2 separate regions of the Canis lupus genome follow, and region 1 is linked to region 2. A link is a contact called in public Hi-C data. All regions are on one chromosome and are shown on one strand. The core of a region is the stretch at or near the end of the contact, and the rest is flanking DNA. Distances in the headings are between cores, read along the strand shown. Region 1 holds the start of PEX11B (peroxisomal membrane protein 11B). Region 2 overlaps RNF115 (E3 ubiquitin-protein ligase RNF115).

Region 1 (6,978 bases), core at 4,042-6,541, 150 kb before region 2:
TCTACATTAGATATCTCAAGTCTCAGAGTCAAAGTATTTCTTTTTCTTAGAAGCTAAGAGAGCAGGGGTAGAAGTGAGGTGTTATAAAAGCTTAGTTACTTTGTTCCTGTATACTCTGTCTGAGCAAATGGATGTTATAGGAATGTCTCTTGTTTCTCCTGTCCTTTCTGTTGCCACATTTGTTTGTACTTCCAGCTGTCTAAGGGTTTGCATTTCCTGTCAGGGCATTCTCTCAGAATCTTTTTTCCTTAGAAGAGTCTATACTGAGTTCTTGGTGCCTTCTTTGACAGCCAAGGGTAAAGGCCCCATAGAAGAGAGGATACAGAGGAGCATTGAGAAGGCCGAAAAGGAAAAGGATGTGGCTGAGGCTGAGGCTGGGGGGGGACTTCATTTAGCATGGTGGGAGAGAACCAGTACCACAGGCCCAGTAGGTAATAAGGTGTCCGGCAGAAGACGAAGGTCAGCAAGACCAGCAGGGCCAGTCGCAGGGCCTGCAGACGTACACAGGAGCGGTTGTCTAAGGAGCGGCGGAGGGCAAATTCACTGGCAGGGGCTGGGATTTTAGAAAACATACTCAAATTCAGAATCACTCAGTTTCTGAATTGAGTGTAGGGTGAACAGATGAATAGGCAGAGATGATGAGCTGGAGCTCTCCTGATACAGGGAAGAGGATATGACAAATAGGTGGTAATGCTGCAAATCCTCTTCTTCCCCAACTGGGAATATATGCTCTCCCCCCCGCCTCAGGGATTATGACAGACATGCTGGAGAAGAGGTTTTGATTGAGGTGTGGTGTTCTATGAAGCTACTAAGTCTACTTGAAGACTTGATGGTGTCTAAGACTAAAGCAGAATACTAATCACCTTTCTCCTTAATCCTTGCCCAGCTAACTCAGCTTCAGAGGGTGGCTAGAGGCTGGTTAGAATTGAAGGCATTTAGAAAATACTGGCAGCATCAGGTACTGGGGTATGGTTATGATACCATTTTTGGTTTGATAGCTGTCAGGCTAGAAGCAGTAGTTTTTAGGGTATGGATTGGGGCCCAAGGATTGTAGTCTCACCATAGTTCCCCTTCCTTGTCTGGAGACCAGACACACTACTGAGGACATGGGCTATAGCAGATGGTCATGGCTGTCAGTGGCAGCAGAAAGAGGCAGCAGAAGGTGAAGAGGTTATAGGTGATCTCTTGCCATCAAAGCTGCCTTTGGTGACACACTGAGTGAAGGGGACTGGGCCAGCTTGGTGGACAGTGTGGAACAGGAACAGCTAGAGAGGAGTTTGAGGACTATTAGAACTGGTCCCCCTTCACCCTTCCCTCCAGTCACAGAATTCTAATTCATCCTTCCTTCTGTGCAGAGCTGTGTAGTGCTGCGTCCATCCATAGTGCCATATTTAAAAGGTTAAAAACTTGAGAATTCCTATCTTCCCCTTAGGCTATGTAGCTAATCATTTAAGTTTGTTAAATCCTGGGACTTAAGGAATCTTGCCTTCTCAAGTACCATTCTAAAGTCCATTGCACTTTGCAAAAGAATATTTCTGCCACCTCACCAACATTTTTAGCTGAAATGATTTTTCTGATGTGTCTAAATCTGTGGAAGAATTTTTGTATAAAATGGGTGCTGCTAAAATTTCAGGCCATTTTGCAGCCACTCTGTGAAGTGACCTTTAGTAAATAGTCTTATGTACAATAACTATAACAGTGAAACAATATTAATAAAATTTAACATTTTCCAAATGCTGTTGGCTGCTCCTCCCCCGTTTTGGTAACTTGTTGAGTTTGGGGTTTGAATCTTAGAATATTTTTCAGTTTAGAGCTTCAGGGTTAGTACCTTGGTTCAGGTAAGGCAGATTGAGTCACTGTTTGATAAAAGGCAAGCCTAGTGGATGTCAGGTTCCTAGAGCTAAGGCATTGGGAAAGTGATTTCAGCAGGCCTGAGGGACTTTTAGGAAAGGTGAATAGTATCAGCCACAGACATACAGGTTTATAAACGCAAGCTTGGAGATATGATCAGCTACTCTTGAGCTAGCTGGGAAGTGGTCTTTCTTGTTCCCCTGTCTTGGTTCCATTTATTTCTGGGGTTTTGTTTGGTGGTTTGGTTGTTTTGCACTGTACCTAGATACAGCTGACAAATTGTGAAAAGGAGTTTAAAATAGGCAAGGCTCCTGGACTTAAGAGCTTGGTCTGTAGCCCTGTTTCTTCTCTTCCTTCCCCCTATTATATGCAATTTTCCACCTACCACAGAAACCTTCCTTTCTACTAGTGATATTTAGAAACTTGAGCCTTCAAAGGTAATTTGTAACCACTCCAGTACTCCTTCACTACACTAACACCACAGTTATAAAAAGGTTGGTTTTTTTTTTTTTAATTGACCTATTAGTCCTTGGAGCAGTATTAACATTTTAAATACAACATATGGGCAATGTAGAATTTATACAAGAGGATGGTAATTTGGAACCAAAAATAGCACCTTTTGCATATGTAATGTCATCAGTTTGCCATTGAAGCAGATGGAGATTGCAGTTGTCAGAATGTAAGAAAGGATAAAACTATACAATATCTTGTGGCTCATTAGTTTCAAGTGATTTAGCCAAAGTCCTATAGCTAGAGTTAGTAGTAGAGCCTAGACTCAGAAAAAAACAGAACAACGAAAGCAGGCTTCTAACCTCCCAGTCCACATCTAAAACTTGCTTCATATAAACTAATACCTTTTGCACTGAGGAAGCAGTGCTGCTTTTTAATGCTTTGGGTAGCAGAGGTCCTGTTTGCAACATTGTTGGAAGCACTATTTTTTGTCTTAGAACTAGAATCAGACTAACTTTGTAGTTACATTTCTAATATTTGAGGATTTAAGGATCAATTTTTAAATCTGATTCTATAATGCATTATCATTCTAGAGCCCCTTCTAGATAATATCCTAATCCTGGTCCCCAAGACGCTGCTCTACTTCCCTTCAGAGGGTGGTGGTGATTTTGATTTTGGTCTTATAGGAATTGCTTCATATTTTGTTTTCTTCCCCTAAATTTCTAGTTCATTGTCAATATTTGAGATTTGATAACTGGTACTCAAGTCCAGATGCTCCGTTTTCTTTCTAGTTTTCATAATAAAGCTAGAGTGAAAAAATACAAATCTTTGTCACTCTCCACCTTCTACCTTGATGACTCTCCACTGCCCTCAGGATAAAGTACAAGCTGAATATCTGTAATCTGGCTCTTCCTTCCCATCCAGGCTCATTACCCATTTGTCTAGCCCTCAACTTTAGCTGCAACCACTTTGATTCCTCTACCTTCCACCCTCCCCAGCATTCCTTCTGCTTTTTTTTAAAATTTTTTTTAAATTTTTATTTATTTATGATAGTCACAGAGAGAGAGAGGCAGAGACATAGGCACAGGGAGAAGCAGGCTCCATGCACCGGGAGCCCGACATGGGATTCGATTCCGGGTCTCTAGGATCGCGCCCTGGGCCAAAGGCAGGTGCTAAACCACTGCACCACCCAGGGATCCCCATTCCTTCTGCTTTAACTTGTCTGACACCTCTCTCATTTTAACAATCAATTTTAACGTCTTTGAGAAGTTTTCCCTAACCAAGAGTGGGTGAAACATCCTCAGTGTTCTTTAGCCCCTTATGCTTACTTTTAGCATAATGCTTGACTGCATGCTGTACTATAATTGGACACTAACATGTCTTTTGCACTAAGTCTAAGTTTACTGAAGGCAGGTCTTTGCTGCTCAATCCTTGATAGAGCATTTGAATGTACCTGGGGTGATGTACATTATTTATTGAATGGAAGAGTGAATTTCCACAGAGTTTTAACCAAAGCCCCTGATTTCACTGTCTTTATAGGCCTTCATAAATGTTTAATCCCTAGAGTTTTCTGCAATGGTCTCCTGAAGAAGATGGAACTGGGAGGATGCAAAAAGATGGGAGCCAAGCATAGCAAAACAAAGTTAAAGAGGCATAGACTGGCTGCCTGAGTGGCTCAGTCGGTTAAGCGTTTGCATAGCTAGGGGGGCTGTTGTTTTTTTAAGATTTTATTTATGCATGAGAGAGGCAGAGACAGAGGCAGAGGGAGAAGCAGGCTCCTTATAGGGAGCCTGATGCAGAGCTCCATCCCTGGACCCAGGATCACGACCTGAGCCAAAGGCAGATGCTCAACTGCTGAGCTACCCAGGCAGGTGTACCTGTACCCGCACCTGGGGTACTGCTTTTAAGAGGTAGGCTCTTAATAGAGCTACAGATTAACATGCAGTGATCTTAATTTGCAAAACAGAGGCTCTCTGAGGATTAATCAGTGAACACTGGCCAAACACACTACTTGACTCCAGACACTCCTGTGTACCCAAATTCTTGTCCAGTCTAGGCTTGAGTCCCAAGAAGTCACTCACCTGGGGCAAGGTGAGCAGGAAACTAAGTCCCCAGGCCGTCCCCAGAAGTTTCCTTCCAGCTGAGCGGGGTCCAAGTGGGTGGAGTACAGCCTCCTGGTGGTCGAGTCCAATGACCACTGGCAGAAAAGCTGCAGCATATGTGGCCATTAGTTTCAGAAACCTGAGTGTCCGACAAGCGATGTCCCCAGCCAGCCACTGGACAGTGGTATTCCAAATGGCATCTAGGGCCATAACCACAAAAGTGACTAGTGAGTCTGCAGCTGCAAAGTGGGCAAAGAGTTGTATGTGGGAGGGGCGGAGATGACTGGGTTGTGGCCGGGTCACTGACCACAGGGTGGCCAGGTTCGCTCCAGCTGAAGAAATGAACAGCACAATGGTCACTCCCACTCGGACCTTGGCACAGCTGAGAAGGTGGGCAGCTCTGAGCCCTCCACCTCTACTCCCTATCCTGCCCAGACCTCCTCCCCCGCTGCTAACCCCTGAGGGGTGCCATTGCCTGCACACATGGTGACCTGGAAGGGAAAGGGATGGGAGGATGAGATATAAGTATGAAGAGGTTAGCTTTGTCCACTGATTCTTCGTCCTCCTTATTAGGATCTTTGGTCCACTAAAGCTTCTGTCTCCGGGGACTCCATCTATATCCTGGAGGTCACATGCCCAACTGTCAGGGTCCTGCAGCGAACAGGGATCTGGTACTGGCTTCTACCTCCATAGACTTCTTTGGCCCCTACAGCCGCAGCGCGTGTGCGTGTGTGTTTGGGGCTGGGGGGGCGTGTCTTGGAAGCTTCCGGGGGTCAATCCCGTTCCAGCCGCGGAGGATAGATGCTGCTGTGCCTTCTTGCCCCGCCCCTACACCTGCAAGCCCCGCCCCCGGTCCAGAATATTTAAAGAATGTACCGCCGGAGGAGGCGTGCTTCGGAAATGGAGGCCATCCAATACGAGTATATTCTGACAGAGACACGCTCCAAAACGCCGGTGGTGGTTGAGAGACCAACGCTTCTCGTTCTGAAATTCCGAGGCCGGCCTCTCTCGCTCTCTTTCCTGGCGATATTCGTCCCTCGCGAGACACCGTTGATCGTCCAGGAAGCGTGACGAGGGGCGGGAAGTGGGGCGGAAGTGAGGCGGGAGCTACGGAGCCGGGGCTGTCGCTGTCATGGACGCCTGGGTTCGCTTCAGTGCTCAGAGCCAGGCTCGGGAGCGGCTGTGTAGGTGCGGCCCGAACACGGGTGGGGGTGGGGACAGAAGAAGATCCTCGTGAGGCGAGGTCCGTTCACACTACGGGGGTCAAAAAGGGTCAGCTCAGGCTACGGGGGCCCGGACGGACCGCCAGGCGCGGATCTGAGCGGGTCGGGAGATGATTCGTTTCTGCTCTGCCGAGAAATGGGGAAACTGAGGCACGAGTGGTCCAGCGGGGAGGCCGCTCAGCGCTGCCATGTCCATATGAGACCAAGACCTTACTCACTGGGCGGTGGTGGCGTGAGGGGCATTCTCCCCGCGATGGGTAGCCAGGCTCTACCCCCAGAGCTGACCGGCTCCAGGTTCCCTGGTCCCCTCATGCTGCTGTCATCCGGGAACTCCTTTGCCTCCGCCCTGTTTTCCGATCTCGATTCTGCCAAAGGGCCTTGAAAGCCCCTGGTTCACCTGTTCTGAAGAGTAATCTGCTCTCCACCTGCCCCCACTCCCTCAGTATCCCGTCCGTGCTCACCCTGCTGTGCCTGTGATGGACCCTCTGCTGCCGTCGCGGTCCCCTTCAGACTTCATCATCGCCAGATCTCTTAGTTTCTCAACTACAAGTAGTGCCCCTCAACCCCTTCTCTAGGCGCCTTTCTATCCTTACGCCTTCCCTTCCCCTGGCCTGAGGGAGAAACAGTAAGAGATGGGCATAATGAGGAGAAAAGGGGATGGCCTCAAACTGGGGAAAAGGGAAGTCAGTTCTTTCCTTTTGGAAGACAATTTTGAGAGGAGGTTAGGGACGTCTCCACCTGACCTTGCTGGCCTCTCCTCCAGGGCCGCCCAGTATGCCTGCTCCCTTCTTGGCCATGCACTGCAGAAACACGGGGCCAGTCCTGAGTTACAGAAACAAATTCGACAATTGGAGGGTCATCTGAGCCTAGGAAGAAAGCGTAAGTAACCGTGCTTTTGCTTTTATTACTGCATCCCCAGCTATTCTTCCTAGTCCTTTCTTCCCATTGTTGACCTTCTCTGTCAGTTCTTCCCCCTCTTTCAGCTCTGCACTTACCCTCTGCATGCCTCTTGATTGAGAGAAGAGAGCAGGGGTAAGAGACTAATGAAGGATTGGAGAGAATGGGGCAAGTTTGAGAAAACCAAACTGGGATATAAATTAACTAAAATTTGAAGAAAAAAATATTTTTGAACTGTTTTTTTCTTTTTTAAAAAAATTGTAATTATTGTTTCTGTCACTTGCTGGACTTTCACCTACTTGTTTCCTCTTTCTCTGCGTCTCACTCTATTTGCCTCTACTTCCAAATCTTTGCTTCTCCTTGGTAATCTCCACAAGTTCTACGCCTGGGTAACTCAGCAGATGCCCTTGAGTCAGCCAAACGAGCTGTGCACTTATCAGATGTTGTCCTGAGAT
Region 2 (7,513 bases), core at 245-2,744:
TAGGGAGAATTAGCTGGTTTCAAAGCTTAGGTAAATTTGGAGGGCTGAAGGCTAAGGTCAAGAATACTACCTAGAAGGCTATTCCAGTAGACCAGACATAAGAAATAAAAGCTAGAATTTAGGTAAAGGTGTCAGGGAAAAGTGGAGAGGAAGGAGTAAATCTATTAAGTATAGCCCTACTCCAAGTCCTTGACTGCTGTGGGTACATAGCATGTCCTGGCCACTGGAGACAGACACTAGCTGGTATTAGCCAGATTTGGGAAACCAGACTTTGCTGCCTCATACTCCCAATTTAATTTGTAGCCATTTCCTCACAGAGTGTTTCTTGTCTCTGGACTTGGAGCCTAAGCTATCCTTGAGCTTGCAGTTCTATAGCACCACCTCCTGGTACAGCTTTTTGTTTTTTTTTTAATGATAGTCACAGAGAGAGAGAGAGAGAGAGAGAGAGAGAGAGGGGCAGAGACACAGGCAGAGGGAGAAGCAGGCTCCATGCACCGGGAGCCCGACGTGGGATTCGATCCCAGGTCTCCAGGATCGCACCCTGGGCCAAAGGCAGGCGCTAAACCGCTGCACCACCCAGGGATCCCCCTGGTACAGCTTTTAATTAACTTGTACAGAGGGCTTTAGGATAACCACACTGAAAGAGGAGGTGAAATGGGGAAAATAGCAGGGTAAAAGTGGCTTGAGACGCTGATTGGGAACTGCTAAGATTGCCATGAAGTGTCCCTTGGTTGTGGTGGATGGATTGCCTGTATTTACTCTATGTAGAAACTGCCAAAAGGCTATCACATGTCTGAGAAGATGTTTTTCCTGTTTTACTTAATAGATATCTAAGCCCCAATTTATTTTTTTTTCCAAGTCTTGACATTGAAAAGTAGGCCTTACGTAGTTTCTGTGTAGGCCTTAATGAATTAAAGCCCATTCATGTCCCTGTCTGCTATCACCTCCTCCCCCATTTTGAAATAAAATTTGTGCTTTCTACCTCTTCCACCTAGGATGCGCTTTCTGTTTTTTCTTTACATGTTACTTAAGTTAAAGACACTGGACTGGTTTTTTCTTCCTTTTTTGCTCACTCACTTTAGAAGGCATTTCCTCCTCCAACAGATATGGGTTTAGAGTGTCCAGTGTGCAAAGAAGATTACACAGTTGAAGAGGAAGTCCGGCAGTTACCCTGCAACCACTTCTTCCACAGCAGTTGTATCGTACCATGGTTAGAACTGGTGAGTATAGACAGCTGTCATGTGTGATAGGCCATCTCTGCCAGTCACAGCTTCGGCAGTGTGGGGATGGTTTGGGGTTAATAGAGACAAGCAGAGCAGATTTTAGTTCCTGGCTAATTCCTACTGGCACCATTAACAGTTTTTAGATCATCACTGTATGTTTGGAACTTCTCTAACAAGAGGTTACAAAAGCATAGCCTACAGGTCTTGGGCCTGCCGCTTGTTTTTGTAAATGAAGTTTTCTTGGAACGCAGCTATGGTCATTTGTTTACAGTTGTTTGTGGCAACTTTTGTGCTGTGTCATCAGAGTTGAGTGGTTGCAACACAGGTGGTATGGCCTGTGAAGTCTAAAATATTTATTACCAGTCTCTTCATAGAAAGTTTGCTGACCACTACTATAGACCATCTCAGGTCACTGTTTCTGATTAGTTCTATTTGGTGATGTGTGGTAGCTGTTGTTAAGTTGCTGGCCTAGAATTCTTTCTGTCATTTCTGTTTAAAGTTCTGTTTGGAAGATGTCCTAATGTTACACCTTTGAGCCCAGTGTGCACTGTGTGAGAATATGTGCCCTTTTTGTTTTTCCACCTGCCAGCTCTCAGAGTTTCTTAAGTGTTTAGCTCCTACAGGTCTCAGGTCAGGCTAATTATATAGACTGATATCTTTCTGTTTCAGCATGACACATGTCCTGTATGTAGGAAGAGCTTAAATGGTGAGGACTCTACTCGGCAAACCCAGAGCTCTGAGGCCTCTGCAAGCAACAGATATAGCAGTGACAGCCAGCTACATGACCGATGGACTTTCTGAAGCTAAAGCCTGCATCTGAGCCAGGGCTGTGGTAGTCTTATCACAGCTGTCAATTGTTTCAAAACAAAAAAATAGTAGGTGGATTTAGGAATTGCATAAGAAACCCCAACCCATAATATTAATGCAGTGAGTGTTTTTCTTCTCTAAATTTAAAGTTAGTATCTGCAGATGGAATTGTATCTACAACCAAATGCCTCTTATTCCTGAATTCAGAGTGATACTTTTATAAGTGTGAAACTTGATTATGTGGGTTTCCCCTGCCAGAATAGAATCACTTTACCTTAAAGTCTAGCTAGGGTCCCACTATCTGTCATGTTCTCTTGTAGTGGATGTTTCCACCTCCTTCTCTAACCTCCAGCCTACCATTTGTGTATTTTATAGTAGATGCAGTGGAACCACAGCCCTAAAGTCCTGCTGTTTAAAGTCTTTCTGTTTTAATTGTACAAAAGCATCTACTCTTGGCCACATTAGCCACAAAGCAAGATCAGATTAATTCAGAAATCCGAAACTAATGATTTTGTTTTGTTTGAATCCTCAGAAAATCAAAGAAAAATTACAATGGGGAGGAGAAAGTGGCTGATCATTGTACTCTTTGGTTTTCTCATTTTAATTTTTAAAGACTACTTCACAAGGTGCATTTTCTGCAGAAGCTAACATGACACATCTTAGGAATCTTATGTTGGTGGGAATCTGATTCTGGTTCCTTTTTAGAAATGAGTTGGGGAGCATACAGGCACAGAAGGATAGATATTTGAATTCTTTGGTTCTGAAGTTTTTTTAATGACCCCCGACTCATTGTTTACTGCCTTTTGTCATGGAGACCTTAAAATAATTTCCCTTAGAAATAGAATTACTTCATTACTGCTTCTACAGCCAATTTAGTTTACTGTTTTTAGTAATTCATTCATCTTCGGGAATTGAGATTTCACATTGTCTCATTTTAATTTTTTAAGCCCTTTTATCATCTCTGAAATCTTTCTGTTCTGCTTGGTTCTGGTTGTACTTGGAATCAAATTGATTATTTGTGATCATGCCTGAAACAGCTTGGCCTTGGAGAGGTGGGCCTTCTATTTTCAGCCTAACAGTGTCTCATTGCACATGCACATGCTCTTTGAAGCATTTAAGTGTTTAAAGTTGAATAAATGAAGAAGATCAAGAATGTTGTTGGAACTTCAAAGTCTCAAAAGGAAATGATGGGGACACATAACCACTGTCAGCGTACCATAGAGGGTAACAGGGGACACCATTTTTCTGGTCACATCAGCCCTTCATAGTTTGGAATGATTAGAACAAAAAGGCCACTCTTTGGTGAGTCTCTTTCTTGACTAGGAGTCTTTCCTCAGTTTTTGTTGACTATCATACAGGTTTTGGGGGTGAGGAAAGGGGTTAGAGATATCTTTGTATTTTGGTAGAGGATAAAGGAATAGGGGAGGGAAGAAAGAAAGGGGAGAGTGGCTTGCTGAATTAACAGCCTGCCTCTAAAGTTGTGACCATAAGGTGTGATTCATGTTGGCACCAGAGGGAATAAAGGATGTTTTCTCCTCTGCCTCTCATGTTATACCTCCACAGAGATTGTTTCTTAGGAGAAGGTGAGCTATTTACTATGGGTATTGATGTGTAGCCCAAAACTACACATTGGTTTTTAGTGGGAGTGGGGGTGGGGTGAGATCAAGAAGCTTGGGAAGAGTGAGAGGTATATTCTGAATATTTAGTGGCCACTACATAAATGGCGAAAGGCCGTGCTGAAGTTGGAGCACATTATAGTTTTCAAGTAGAAGGGTGTCTACTGTCTCAGAAAATTACGACAGCTGGAAATTATTCCCTCCCTGTTAGAGTCTGGAGATGTCAGGACAAACGGTTGTATTTTTACTACAACTAGAAAGCTAGAGAACTAGAACAGATCTGAATAGCTTCACAAAAGGTCAGAAGCAAAGTACTAGATAGGGAGTTACCTTTTCAATACACAGAATGGCAAATAGTGTCAGTCTCAGTTATTTGAAATTTTCTTCACTTTTTTGTGCTCTAATAGAGGACATGAGGCTCCTTTTGCTGTTTCCTGTACCCTTTCCACATAATGATTCTATAGTGTTTCTTCCTAGGAGGCATCTTGGGAGTTCCAGGTTTTAATTTAAGTTAAAGAATATAGTAGGGTTCTCCAGAGAAACAGAATCCATAAGGCAATAAGGTGAGAGAGAGAGAGAGTGTGTGTGTGTGTGTGTGTGTGTGTGTGTGTGTGTGTGTGTGTCTGTCTGTGTAAAGAGACTTACTATAAGGAATTAACTTGTGTTATTATGGAGGCTAAGAAGTTTCAAGATTTTTCAGTCAACCAGCCAGTAGAGCTTTATGGTGTAGTTCTAGTCTGATTCCAAAGGCCTGAGCACTAGGAGAGCCAGTGGTATAAATTCCAATCCAAAAACTGGTAGAAGTTTTGAGACCCAAGAAAAACCAGTATTTTAAAAATACATATTTTATTTATTTGAGTGAGAAAGAGAGCATTAGAGAGCAGGAGAAGCAGACTCCCCACTGAGCAGGAGGCCAGATGCAAGGCTTGATCCCAGGACCCTGGGACCATGACCTCAGCCAAAGGCAGATGCTTAACTGACTGAGACACTCAGGTGCCCTGAAAAGCCAGTGTTTTAGTTTGAGTCCAAAGGCAAGAAAAGACTAATGTCCTAACTCAACCAGGCAAAAGGAGTTCTCCCTTGGTAGCTGGAGTGTCATATTTTTTCCTAGTTGGGCCTTTACCTGATTGGATGAGGCCCACTGACATTGCAGAGAGCAATCTGCTCTAATTTGTCTACCTATTCAGATGTTAATCTTATCAAACATATCCTCATATCACAGACATCTAAAATAATCTGTGACCAAATATTTAGGTGCTCCTTAGTCCAGCCAAGTTGACACATAAAATTAATCAATACAGGAGAAGAAATAGAAATGCATACAGCAGAGTGATACCCATTCCACTTAAGTTTTGCCAAATAAACAGTGTGTCTCTATGAGAAATGTCTGCTCTGCTTAGAGACCTTAGTACTAGGGTTAAAAGGTTGGAGAAATGTATACGGGAACGAGGTCCAATTTGCTGTGTGGAATATACCTATATTTCTTCTTTAATTAACCTATATTAACCTGGAAGTCTGAGATGCCTCCCATTCTAGGAGGAAACATTGCAGATTCATTGACCTAACATCAGAACATGGCTGAGTTTATTTCTAGGAATGTCTTGCTTTTAAATGTTTCAAAGTTTTAGATATAGCGCTCAAGGCAAAGGTCTGCATAGCCTGGATTTTTTCAGGTGTTCATTCCTTTAGAGTTGGAAGGTTTACAGACTCAGGAATCTGGAGCCTTAACAGGATTCAAAAGAGAGATGATTTAACTCTCCCTGATTGTCAAAGAGGATAAGAAACAATTGCAATTTCAGATCTTGAGCCCTTATACTTGAGGCCTTTACATTCAAAATAAAAGGCCTTTGGGTATGCAGAGCTAAACAGATTGCTTTCTTTTTTTTTCTTTCTTTCTTTCTTTTTTTTTTTTTTTTTACAGAAAGAGCACACACATAGGAGCAGGGGTAGGGGCAGAGGGAGAGGGAGATAGAGACCTCTCAAGCAGGCATGCAGCATGGAGCCCAATGTGGGGCTCAATCTCATGACCCTGAGATCACAACCTGAGCTGAAATCAAGAGTTGGGCGCTTAACTGAATGAACAACCCGGATTCCCCAACAGATTGTTTTCTTATTCATGAATGTCTTGTCTTATCTTCCCTTTGTCCACTATAATTTGAAATTAGAGGGAAGAAAACTATTTTGTTAGCACGTAACTAGGAGAAACCTCCTAGAGATTGGTAAATTTAGAAGTTGGGGAAAGTGATATAGGGCAACTTGTTGCTGGCTTCCAAGTGACCATTGCTTCTCAGGTAGTTTCAGATTAGTCTAACTCAGGTTCATATGGGTAATCCAGCTGGACAGACTGGGGTATTAGGTGGAAAGAACAGAGTGGTGAAGCTGAGATTTCCAACATCTTTAAAATTTCTAAGCTACTGAATCGGGAGCAGAGAGAAAGAATAATTCTGGCCTTAAAAATTCATTTTCCCTCAAAGTTCCTACTGCCAGTTCTCTGAAAAGCTGGGAAACATGGAAAATCCAAAATGGCATTTTGTCCCTGTTGCTGTAGCTCCTGGACTTTTCCTTACAATGTTCTAATTTGTAAGAAAAAGGAATTACTCTAGATAGGAGATGTAGGGATGGCTGTAAATTAAATAGTTTCCTTAGCTTACTATAAATATTAGTTGTCAACATTTTCAACAGTTGAGCAAGTGCTTATTAGTTGTTTTCTTTGAACAGTACTCTCACTGGTCCAATAATTAATTTTCAAGTTAGAAGAAAGTTTTCTGGGGAAGAAATTGTTTCTTTTTCCTAACAGCTCTCACTTTGGTTTAATAGCTAATAGGAAAAAAAAATTCCCGTTTGTGTCTTTGTATTCCACATTCATGTGTGTGAATATGTATGTGTCCAGGGACACAACACATATGCATATTTCACAGTAGAGGAAGAAAGATATAGTAGCCACTGAGATGAAGTTAGTAGGTACAGCAGAGGGCTGGAGTCTCAGTCTGAGTCTCTTACTGTATATACCTCAGACCCTTATGTTTCCATAATTGTCTGTTATGAGGCATTGTTGGCTTTGCTGCCAACTAGACACCCTGCTATATGGTGTGTGGCTAAGGGATTCACTGGAGGTAAAAGCCTAGTCATTTCTAAGTGTTGAGAAAAAAAATGGTTTTGAGGATAACCATCATCCTCTGCTTTTGTAGTATAATTAGTTGAACATAAATACAACTATGTATTGCTTTTTAATTTTTTTTATAAATTATTGTTATCAAATTAACTTCTCTCTTGACCTGCATGTTTCATTTTCTTTCACTCTAGTGTCTACATGCTCTTTCCTCAAGGAATACAAATTAAATATGTCAGTCTTAAAAACGAATGAGGAGGGAATCCTAATTTGTATCTGTTTTAAACAACAGCAGAACAGCCTTTGGGGCTTTTGGAAAGGAGGAGCTCTTCAGAGTTGGTTTTTAGAGCTGATCTAGGCAGGCCACTGACATTTGTGAAGGAAGACAGATTTTAGGAGAAGGAGGAGCAGGGGTGATGCTACTCTTGATCTCGGGGTCATGAGTTTGAGATTACTTAAAAAAAGAAAAACTTACTTAAAAAAAAAAGCATTCCTGAAATCACAGCAGCTTTTTGTTACGCATTTTTTTATCCAAAGGTACCAAAAATACAACTATCATGTTGTGAGAGGTCTAATAATTATATATAAATATATATGTATATAATCAAATATTATGTGTATATAATCTAAGAGTGGAATGCCTATAATTCCACTTATCTAGAAAATATGTAAATAGATAATTGTATTTATGGTCAACTAATTATACCACAGAAGCAGATAGTAGCATGAGAGGGAAAGCCCTCTTTAGTCTCTGAGAT

What was found. A called contact is a pair of places that touch in the nucleus more often than the background predicts.
Region 1: a Hi-C map of liver shows a contact between it and region 2, with 2.8 times the contacts expected there. The contact joins the promoter of PEX11B here to the enhancer-like site in region 2. A contact is called at or near these places in 2 of 9 Hi-C or Micro-C datasets (blood and liver).

What each region holds. Positions count from the first base shown.
Region 1 is chr17:59,374,366-59,381,343 of UU_Cfam_GSD_1.0, reverse strand. PEX11B (peroxisomal membrane protein 11B) reads left to right here and starts at 5,291. Exons shown (of 5, transcript XM_038562041.1): 1 at 5,291-5,591; 2 at 6,390-6,505; 3 at 6,901-6,978. The coding sequence starts at 5,536. RBM8A (RNA-binding protein 8A) reads left to right here. Exons shown (of 6, transcript XM_038562047.1): 6 at 1-1,734. It also overlaps the pseudogene LOC483161.
Region 2 is chr17:59,223,277-59,230,789 of UU_Cfam_GSD_1.0, reverse strand. It overlaps RNF115 (E3 ubiquitin-protein ligase RNF115), which reads left to right. Exons shown (of 9, transcript XM_038562016.1): 8 at 1,105-1,220; 9 at 1,893-7,513. The coding sequence ends at 2,024. Among named protein-coding and RNA genes, the nearest start is that of CD160, 22 kb to the right of the region's middle. Within about 2 kb of position 1,494, at least 4 of the 20 cell types and tissues checked have an H3K27ac peak or open chromatin away from gene starts, as enhancers often do. A contact at or near this core is called in liver, where this site is marked.